Regions from separate parts of the Capra hircus genome. Here region 2 is linked to region 1. Evidence: chromatin contacts called from public Hi-C data. All regions are on one chromosome and are shown on one strand. Each heading gives the region's core, a stretch centred on a gene start, on an enhancer-like site or on the middle of the called end of the contact. The rest is flanking DNA. Distances are from core to core; before and after follow the strand shown.

Region 1 (5,007 bases), core at 298-2,797:
AGAAGACCTCTGTCTTCAAAAAACACCCATGAATATAGACTCTTCACAGGTCAAACTCTGAAGGGACACATAAAGAAAAAAAGTCTCTCTTCCCCTCCTGCAATCTCACTGGAGATCATCAACTTTCACAGCCCATGGGCGCCTTTCCACATAGTTTCTGTCTCCATGCAAACACAAACACTGGAAAACGTTCTCCTTGTAACAGGTTAAAGACGCTTCTCTGCAAGTTCCTTTTTCATTTTACAGTAAGTCACGGGCATTCATCTGCGGCAATACATGTGGGTCTAGCTGGTTGGTGTTAATAGCTGCATAAGCCTCCACTGATTATATGAAGCATAGTTTTCCAGCCATTTCCCGCTCGATGGATGGGAGGGTGCATCACGGACAATGCTGCAGCGACGGTCCTTGCACAAATATCCTTGTGAAACTGTGCTTTAATTTCTGCAGGATACTTTACGCAAAGTATGATTATGGGGCTAAAAGGTTATCCTGAGAGTGTATTTCCCCCAGATTTTTGAGTTTCCTTCTCGGAATTTGTTTGTTCCGGACACTTTCACTTTTCAAGCTCCAAGGAGCAGCTAGCTAGCGACGCCTCCCGGGGAGAAAACACTAGCTGTCTGCAGCGACCGGATGCAGGTGGCGCTTCAGGGCCAAAGGGTTTAGTGGGGAGCGCTTAAGGGCAGGAGATGCAGGAAGGAGGCTTGGGCTCCAGAGTGACCCTGGTCTGGTGACGTCCCTCCACGGGGCTGGGTTTCCTTCTGCATAGACCGTGATATCGTGGTCCCGGCGCGGGTTGGAAAAGAATTTCCAGACATTAGACAGAATGAAAGAAGAATAAAGCTTATTAGAGTGGGAGATGCTGTTAGAACAGCGAGCCAATTCAAGGGAGAACCGACCTTGAATGGGGGAGGGGGGTCCTTCAGTTCAGTTCAGGGGGGTCCTTAGACCACTTTTATAGCCAGGGTACAAGGAGTGCGATAGGGGTCTTGCGGGTCATTTGCTGATTGGATGAGGCTCCTATACTGGGTGGGGGAAAGAGTAGGGCAAATGCCTCCCCCCTACGGGGCAGGAGGCGAGACAGGTTATACTGTTCCATTAATAGTTACACCGTGGGGGAGGGGAGGACGATGAGGGTCTGGTTTTTCCGTTCCTGCGTTCCAAGACCCTCCTTGGTTATCTGCTCTTCCGTCCTTGGGTCACCACATGTGGCTCCAACCAAAATGAGTCGCAGACGGAGCCTAGAGCTGGTGATCTCTGATCTCTGCCTTATGAATTCCTCGCCTTGTTGGCTCCCTCAGGACCTAGGCTGCGTCTCCCTACTCTCTCCCCATCATCTTCCCTCGTTCCTTGAAGGCAGCGGTGGCCAGAAAGGGTAAAGCGACAATTAACCCCTCCCCTGGATCGGTCATGTATTGCTTTTGCCCGGCTGTGGCTCTCTCCCGCCCTGGCGGCTCGGCTATCGAGTGCTCCTGTCTGAGCCTGGCGTGTAGCCGAGGGTGCGGAGATTCGGCCATCCTTTGCTTCTGCCTGGCCCCGCCCTCCCGTTGAAGCCGCAACCCGGGCACTGCGATCGGTGGCTCGGCCCGCGACTTTCTCCCACTTTACCTGCCGCAGGCGCTTCCGGTTCCGGTACAGGGACAGCGCGGGATCCAAGGTCCCGGGCATGGCGGGGAGCCGGCTGGAAACCGTGGGGAGCATTTTCACGCGGTGCGTGCTCGGAGCCGGGGGTGTGCCGAGGGCGCGAGGGCGTCTCCCCCTTTTACGCCCTTTCTTGGGTGGGTCTGATCCTGGCCAGGCCTCTCTCGTGCTTTGTCCTGCTTCTGAAAAATTGTGCTTGGCTGCGTCACCCCTCGAATTTCTTAGCTCGCACGTTCAAGATCGCACCTTTCCGCTCTCCAAGTGGAAAATGAAGTGAAAGTCGCTCAGTCGTGTCCGACTCTGCGACCCCTTGGACTACACAGTCCATGGAATTCTCCAGGCCAGAATACTGAAGTGCGTTGCGTAGCCTTTCCCTTCTGCAGGGGATCTTCCCAAACCAGGGATCAAACCTGGGTCTCCCGCATTACAGGCGGTTCTTTACCATCGGAACCCAAGAATACTGGAATGAGTAGCCTATCCCTTCTCTAGGGGATGTTCCCGACCCACGAATTGAACCGGGGTCTCCTGCATTGCAGGCGGATTCTTTACCAGCCGAGCTCCAAGTGTAGGTCTCTGGGAGAAGTAAGGGAGGATGGGGCTGTTGGGCCTGGCCAGAACAGTCTTTGCATTTTCCTTGATGGGACGTGGATGAGGCGAGGGGAGTGGAACGCACATGAGAAGGTGGATTAACCCTGAGCACTGTTTGGTTGGTTTGGAGTTTGGAAACATTTTACCATTTAGCAGGTAGAGGACCCCCTACCTGCCCTCCTTCCGGTTGTCTTCTGGACTCCGCGACCCTGCCAGTGTCTCAGGCTGCATCAGGGGCTCAGACAGGCTGTTGTCACTTACTGACCTTTGTTCTTTACCCTTCCTTCAGGACGCGAGACCTGATTCGGGCTGGGGTGCTGAAGGAGAAACCCCTTTGGTTTGACATATATAACGCCTTCCCTCCACTGCGGGAGCCAGTCTTCCGAAGGCCTCGCTTGCGATATGGCAAAGCTAAATCTCCTACCCAGGACATCTTTTACCACGAGGATCAGATTAGAGCGTGAGTGTGGAGCCCATGCGGTGGGCCAGAGGCGGCCCAACTTCAGAAGGAAAGGTTTAGCCAGCAGACTGGCCACTTAAATAGGAATTGAGTAAGGACTTGCCCTGTGTAGGTGGTCTTGTCCATCTCGCCAGATTAGGGAATCAGTGCCCCTCCCCCAGGACAGAGAAGCAGAAGTTGGGAGTAGAACCTGGTGCCCAGCAGCTGACCAGCCATTGCAGTTATAGTTACCTGTTTCTGGGCATCTGTTTGGTCGCTGGCACTGTGTTAAGCCCCTAGCAAACGTTACTTCATTTAGGTCTTACTCTAACCCTGCAAGATAGGTATCCTCTCCGTTTTAGTCATGAGAACTGTGAGGCTCAAGGAGGTCAACTTGACTGGGAATTCACAGGACAAATCTCTTTCCCTTAAATACTGATGTCAGTTTTTAACATCTGGAATGTTAGGATCAGAGACTGTGTCTAATTGAAATGAATACATATCCCTTATTCTTGCCCCTATTCCTGAATAAGAAAAAAACTTAGAAAGTCATCATATTCTTTATTGAGGTCCAGGCGCCCACCTTTCCCTCGAGGAACACCATACTGCCCCCCTTGCCCAACACGCCTCTGAGGTAGGAGAAGAAGTATGTTCTGGCTCTATTTGGAAATTTTCAGAGATCTTTAGGGCATTAAGTGTTTTTCCAGTACTTTCTGGTCTGGCCCATTCCATTCACTTGGTCGGGATGCTCTCAGGGTTATTTGTATGCTAACATCGTTGGTGCTTCTGCGGTGTGGGTGGCAGTGGAACTGGGCGGTGGTCATTGAAGAATGAAACATTTTACTGCGTCCTCTTTTGTTGCTCGTAATGCCCAGATTATAACACTGGACCTAAATAGTTTTTTGAACCTTTATCTTTTTTGGCTTTTTTGGTTTGTTTTGGTGTTTTTGATACTTTAAGGACTTACAACAACAAAGTAAATTTCAGGTGTATCAAAGTGAGTGTGTGCTTGCTCAGTTGCGTCTGACTCTGCGACCCCATGGACAGCAGCCCACCAGGCTCCTCTGTCCGTGGGATTCTCCAGGCAAGAATACTGAAGTGGGTTGCCATGTCCTCCTCCAGGGGATTTTCCTGACCCAGGGATAGAACCTGAGTCTCCTTTGTCTCCAGCATTGGCAGGTGGACTCTTTACCACTGAGCCATCTAGGAAGCCAAAACCTTAGTGGAAAAAGCGAAATCATGAAAGTAATAGAAGAAAACATGGGATAATTGAAAAATAATCCCAATGATGTTGATAAAAGCCTGCCTACGTGTGACATAAAAACCCAGAAGCCAGGGCTTTCCTGATGGTTCAGTGGCTAAGACTCCTTGTTCTCGATACAGGGGACCAGGTTCAATCCCTAGTCAGGGAACTAGGTCCTACCTGTCGCAACTGAGAGTTCACATGCTGTAACTAAAGATTCTTGTGCCATAACTAATTCCTGGCATAGCCAAATAACTATTTAAATAAACATTTAAGTTAAAAAAAAAAACCCACCAAATCTAGAAGCCATAAATGAAAGCATTAAACTTTTCTGCACATAAAAACTACCGTAAGCAAAATGAAAAATCAGCTGACATACTGGGAAGAGCTTTGGCAACGTGTATGACAAAGGGCTAGTTTCCTGTTTATGTTGCTGTAAAGTTTGCTTGTAAGTCTATAAAAAACTAAAAGGAAAAAATGGGCAAAGAACATAGATAGGTCACAGAAAAGGGAATTCCTTTTTGCTTTTAAACATGAAAAGATATTGAGTCTGATAAGTAAAACTACAGTGAAGTACAGTATGTGACCTGTCAGACTAATAAAGATCAAAAAGTTGGGAAATACAATTTGGTCAGGGTTTGGGGAATAGGCAGTCTCCTATCTGCCTATTGATACCCTTGTCTGGGTATAAATGGATACAGCTCCTCCCTTTGGAAAGCGTTCTGGCAGTTTGGAAGGTCAAATTACAAATTAAGGTATCTTGACCCAACAGTACTATTTTTAAAAACTAATTTTTTAATTTATTTATTTTTGGCTGTGCTGGGTCTTCATTGCTCCAAAGGCTTTTCTCTAGTTGCGGAGAGTGGGGGCTGCACCCTCGCAGTGCCCAGGCTTCTCAGTGCAGTGGCTTCTCTTGGGAAGCATGGGCTCTAAGGTGTGCGGGCTTCAGTGAGTGGATGAAGTCGCTCAGTTGTGTCCGACTCTTTGTGCCTCTGTGGACTGTAACCTACCAGGCTCCTCTGTCCGTGGGATTCTCCAGGCAAGGATACTGGAGTGGGGTGCCATTTGTGGCAAATGGGCTCAGTAGTTGCAGCTCCTG
Region 2 (5,068 bases), core at 284-2,783, 140 kb before region 1:
CCTTCTGGATCTGCAGTTAATGCATCTGCAGACTGAACCAACCCTAGATTGTGTAGCACTGAAGGAAGCAGCACACAAGTGGCCCTGCATGGCCCAGCCTGTGCTCCAGGGCCAGCTCGTTTAAACAGTAGCTTAAGCCACGTATAACCGTAGAAACAAGTACTGTCCCCCAAATCAGTCTTGCAAAGTAAAACAGTTGCCTTGTTGCAAGATGTGCCAAACTTCAGTGCAGATCCTGTAGAATTGATGTGTCTCCTTTAGGAGCAGAGGAGTTCCCTCTCACTTTCTCACAAAGCGAAAGCCAGTTGTGTCTGACTCTTTTGCGACCCCATGGACTATATAGTCCATGGAATTCTCCAGGCCAGAATACTGGAGTGGGTAACCTTTCCCTTCTCCAAGGGATCTTCCAAACCCAGGTCTCCCTGCTTTCTCCTGGATTGTCCATTATTAAGCATAATTCTTACAGAAGAAGCCTTAAATTAGTTCTGAATTTAGTAATCCTGTCTCAATGAGTTTCTACAGTTTTCTCATTAGGGTTGAATTATTTTGGTTCTTTATTAGTAGTTATCCATAAAGAGATTTATAGATAGAATGAAGAAACTGGGTAGTATATTTACTGGCTTGGAAATCTTAACGTTACTCCAGGACCCTGACCCTGATCCTTAGGCTGATAGAGGATCAGCTAGCATAAGCAGTTCTCAAAGCCATGAACTCTGGAAACTCACAAATCTTGAAAGCACTCACATTACTTTTGCCTTTGAAAACTTCCCTTCATGATCTGCTAAAGACTAAAGCATTCTTAGTCTAAAGAACGATCTAAAGAAAGACTGAAGCACTAATTGCATTGTGTTTCTGCTTTGCTTTTCTTCAGCATGGTGTCACGTAATGTGTACACCTCCATGTTGCCCTTAAACTGTTGTCTGATTTCATGTATGTTTTGATTTCCTCCAGCTACATGGTAAACTAGAGACCAAAATCTGTATTAATAACTTTCTGACACTTTTTCTAAGATGCTTGGTGCACAACACTGACCTTACTGTTTATGTATGAATACGGTCATGAAATCCTCAGCAGGTGAACTGCATAGCTTAGATCTTATATGTACTGTGGTCCTCCAGTCAGATTGGGCTTATTTCCAAAGTCGTGACTTCAAGAGTTTGTGCCATTTTCTGCCTTCTTAGTGGAGAAGTTAGAGGGGGAAATGCAAGGACATAGGACAAATACTTGGTGGAAGTAGCAGCTGGTTGGTTGGTTTGTTTGTTTTTGGAGTGCTTTGACTCTAATTCTCCAATGTTTCTAGCCTTATTTTGGAGTTGGAGGAAATGAACTCAAAGATGTTAAAGTGACAGAACTTGAGTCTATGTCTTCTAGTGACAAGCTCTTGTTTATTTTATTACTATATTTTTTTTAAACCGGCCTTTTCCCAGTGGAGAGGTTGGGGGGAAAGAAGTCTTTGACCCAAGTGGTCACTACCTGTAATACCCACTTGATGCCACCAGGGTGCCCCGTGGTGCTGTCTTTGATCCATGTTCTTAGCCAGGTTGATGGGGCTGTTTCAAAGTGTTCATCTTGTCACAGTGACCAGAGCCCAGCAGTACAAAGTGGGGTACTTAGCTCCCTGGCTTTCCAGTGTGCAGTGCACAGCCAACATCAGAGAAGCCCTTGCCCTCTTTTGACCCCTTCTGGTCACACTGGCCCCACAGAAAGCAGATCAGACAATGACCAGAGCCTGGCTAGCTACTCTTACCAAGCTACAGTCTCAGAGGATAGTAGCACGAAAAAGATCCTGAGAATTGATAAATGTAAACATGCACTTGTTTTGTTAGCTAAGTGTACACTTAAATTCTTATTAGCAAGATAGATCTGATACACGAAACCGTATTGAATTGCTTTATCAGCTTTAAAAGCAACGTGTGATGACTTTCTGGTTTGCAGTAACAGTCTGCGTTATACTTGGTCCTGAGCGTACAGCCTATTAGGCATTAGTTGTGATATTCAGCCCTAGATGACAGCCCAGTGTCAAAGCTGTCAGTTATGTGAGAACCAATGAAGTGAAGTCTCGTTTAGCACGACAAGTAGCCCCTTTAATGTTTTGTTTTCTTCCCAGTGCTCTTATAATCATTTTGTATAAACATTTAACTAGTCTATAATTATTTCAAGTTTTGATTTCTCTATTGGAGGAGATTCTTAAACATATTCCAGTGACTGACTAGTACAGTTCTGGGCCTTAAATAGATGCTTCATAAATATTTCCTTACTGAAAAAGGATGATAGTTATGGCATAGTTCTACACATGAGCCATTTTTCTAAGGAGAGAATCCACATTAGGAGGTCTTTGTTTTGTCCAATCCATTATGAACTGAAAAGTTAGTATCTAGGGTGTCTTGGCTAGCCTTTCAAAACCTAGAATATATCATTCTAGGTTGGAGATAGCACAGCCTGAATTTTGGGCTGAAGCTGAGCTGATTAGATAGCATCCATGCAGTATCTCTAGGACTAGGTGTTTACCAGGTTTCTTAGAACCATGGGGGAGACTTAAACTTTACTGATTGAAGCTGTAGTCTTGGGGTGCCTTTTCCCTCTCCCTTTCCTGTTTTCTCAGGTACATTTCCATCCCCAAATTCCTGTGGTTTTAAGATCACTGTGGAACAAATCCCAAACCTCCCTCTAGCAGTCGAGGTTTCCTTTCAGTTTTTTCAGCTCTTCTGTGGGGAGAAAGCTAAACACAGATTGTATGAACGTGAACCTTCCATAAGCTTTGCTTAAGTGATCAGAGTAACTGATCTTTAGCTAAATGAATGCGTATAGAACATACGTGGGGACTTCCTAAGGCTTCATGAGTTTTGCTAAATGTACTGTAGGTCCTGGACAAGTTAGGGATAAAATTTATCAATTCTAATGCAAACCAAAAAAATCCCCTTGTCCCTGAGAAGCATAACTAAGCAAAACTAGTTATCTAATTTAGTTTTAATAAATTTTGTCTGAGGATAATTCTTCCATATGCGAAGAATAAACATATGCCTTTCCCATCTAAAGGATAAATTAGTGAGAGGCAGACTGTGTGTGTATTGCAACCCCCAGGATTCTTATTTCTGGGACTGCCTTTTACCTGATGCTTTGGACACATTTTCGCTGGCTTGAATTGAATGCTTGCCATCTGCTGTCAGCATTCACTGCTGAATAAAAGGGGAGGAAGGGGGAGAGAAAGTGAAATGAGAGGTTGTGGGGTGGGTGAGGAGCGAGGAAGCTGGAAAAATAAGAGGAAACAGCTGGGAGCTAGGAAGTTGGGGAGGGACTTAATGTAAGGTCAGTAAAACAGCTTGCAGAGGACAGGGTCAGGCCTAGGGGTAAAAGGCTAATTAACTTCTGTCAACTAGTTGAGTAGAGCTTTGTGTGCTTTGTTTTGAAGACTAAAATTACTTCAGAGGAAACATCTAGATTCTCTGAATCTGATCCATTTTCCCTGTGTATCATAGTAAATTGTTCACCAAGTCAGAATCTATCCTGCCCTCTAGGAATTGTCCTCTTCAGGTCTAGCAAAGAGCTTGTGCCACGGTTCAGGAAATCAGGGGTGAAATGCTTCACATAGTATGAGTAGATAGCAGGTAAGCTTTATGTTTTAGTACACAATTTAAGGATTAAAGGCTGAGTACAGCTGTTGTCTCTGTAGAGTTTAAGAACCAGCTTGCCAGGTTCCCTGCACCTGCTTATATACTGGGCCAGGTGACTGACTGTAGAACTTTAGGCAGCTTCTGTAATAGTTCAGAGATTTCTCAGAGTCAAGAAACATCCTTAAAGAAGCAAATCCTGGAGCTTGTGCCAGATCTCACGCTGTCCTGGCCTCGTGTTGCCATCTCGGCATTGCTGTCAGGAGTGGAGCCACCTACCTGAAGCTTAGCCTGTTTTGTGATGCCACATCAGTGTCTTAGGCCACCACTGCTCATGCCCCTCCCTCAGGGAGCATACTCAAAACCGGTGTCATCATGTCCTGTTTCTTTCACTATGAAGAATAGAGGATCCTCAGTTGAAGATCAAATTGACCCAATGAGGCTTTTTTTAATCTAAGCCAATGAAAGGAAGAGGAAGGAGCACCAATTCAGAAAGAGGGGGTCATAATATAGGATCTGCAATGTATTAACATGGTAACTCTTTGAAGACTAAGAGAAACAGAGTCCTATTTGAATTCTGAACTATGGAGTCTGAGATGAAGACGAAATTGACATGCTTCTGCTGGAATTTGGGTAAAGAGTGTTTACTCAGTATGTGTGTTCTTGCTCTGCCCCAGTCTTCACAAGAGCATCTGGACAGGCATTAACAAGCACTATTTTAAAATTTTTTTATTTTTTTGCAAATGGATCACTTGTTTGGTAATGGAGATAGATGACTGCTAGCACAGTGAGTGTAGTGTCGTCATATCCCTGTTCTAACCAGTGGAATGCATTGGGTGGAGGCTGTACCGCTGGAAAGAGCTTTTCCTTTGTACCAGAGTACCTGCTTATGTAAGGATTTAGTTTTTGACTATTAGCATGATGTCACTGCACTAAGCTTGCTAGATTGGTTCAGGCCCACAAAGTTTGCGTGACCTGTCAACTTTTTTCAAGCTCAGCCATCACCCTGGGATTGGGGCATCTGAGGGCAGGGAGGAACAGGTGTCCAAAGGAGAAATGCTGGTGCCTGAGAGTATGTTTTCCAGTTGTATTAAGCTTCTTGCTTGGTGTATTTTTGACCTGTCTTCATTTCTTTCCTTCTTGTGTCTATGCTGTTTTGCTTGCTATTTGTTGTATGTCCTCTGTCAGCCATTCAGGAGGTGTAAAATGGAAGGGGTTTCTACTCACATGTTTTATGGGTGGAACTGACGGGTTAAGCATGGTTTGTAGCAGCAGCTTTTAGAAAGAGTGAAAGGTGATAAATGTGTTACCATGGCTTTGGGTAGGTTTTGGGTATCTGGGGCATATGGCCCTTCTTAGAAACAAATGAGTATTTCAGGACCCTCAACTACCAGTAGGTCTTACTAGGGAAATGGGTAGATTTGTTCCCTGTCCCTTTGTTCCCCGTGACTATGTTCCAG

What was found. Hi-C and Micro-C count contacts between places; a contact is called where the count stands out from the background.
Region 2: a contact with region 1 is called in a Hi-C map of blood, with 3 times the contacts expected there. The contact joins the enhancer-like site here to the promoter of MRPS23 in region 1. A contact is called at or near these places in 3 of 5 Hi-C or Micro-C datasets (blood and liver).

The regions. Positions count from the first base shown.
Region 1 is chr19:8,261,518-8,266,524 of ARS1.2, reverse strand. MRPS23 (28S ribosomal protein S23, mitochondrial) reads left to right here and starts at 1,547. Exons shown (of 5, transcript XM_018064100.1): 1 at 1,547-1,707; 2 at 2,516-2,686. The coding sequence starts at 1,664.
Region 2 is chr19:8,396,701-8,401,768 of ARS1.2, reverse strand. No RefSeq gene overlaps it. Among named protein-coding and RNA genes, the nearest start is that of VEZF1, 6.2 kb to the right of the region's middle. Within about 2 kb of position 1,533, at least 1 of the 5 cell types and tissues checked has an H3K27ac peak or open chromatin away from gene starts, as enhancers often do.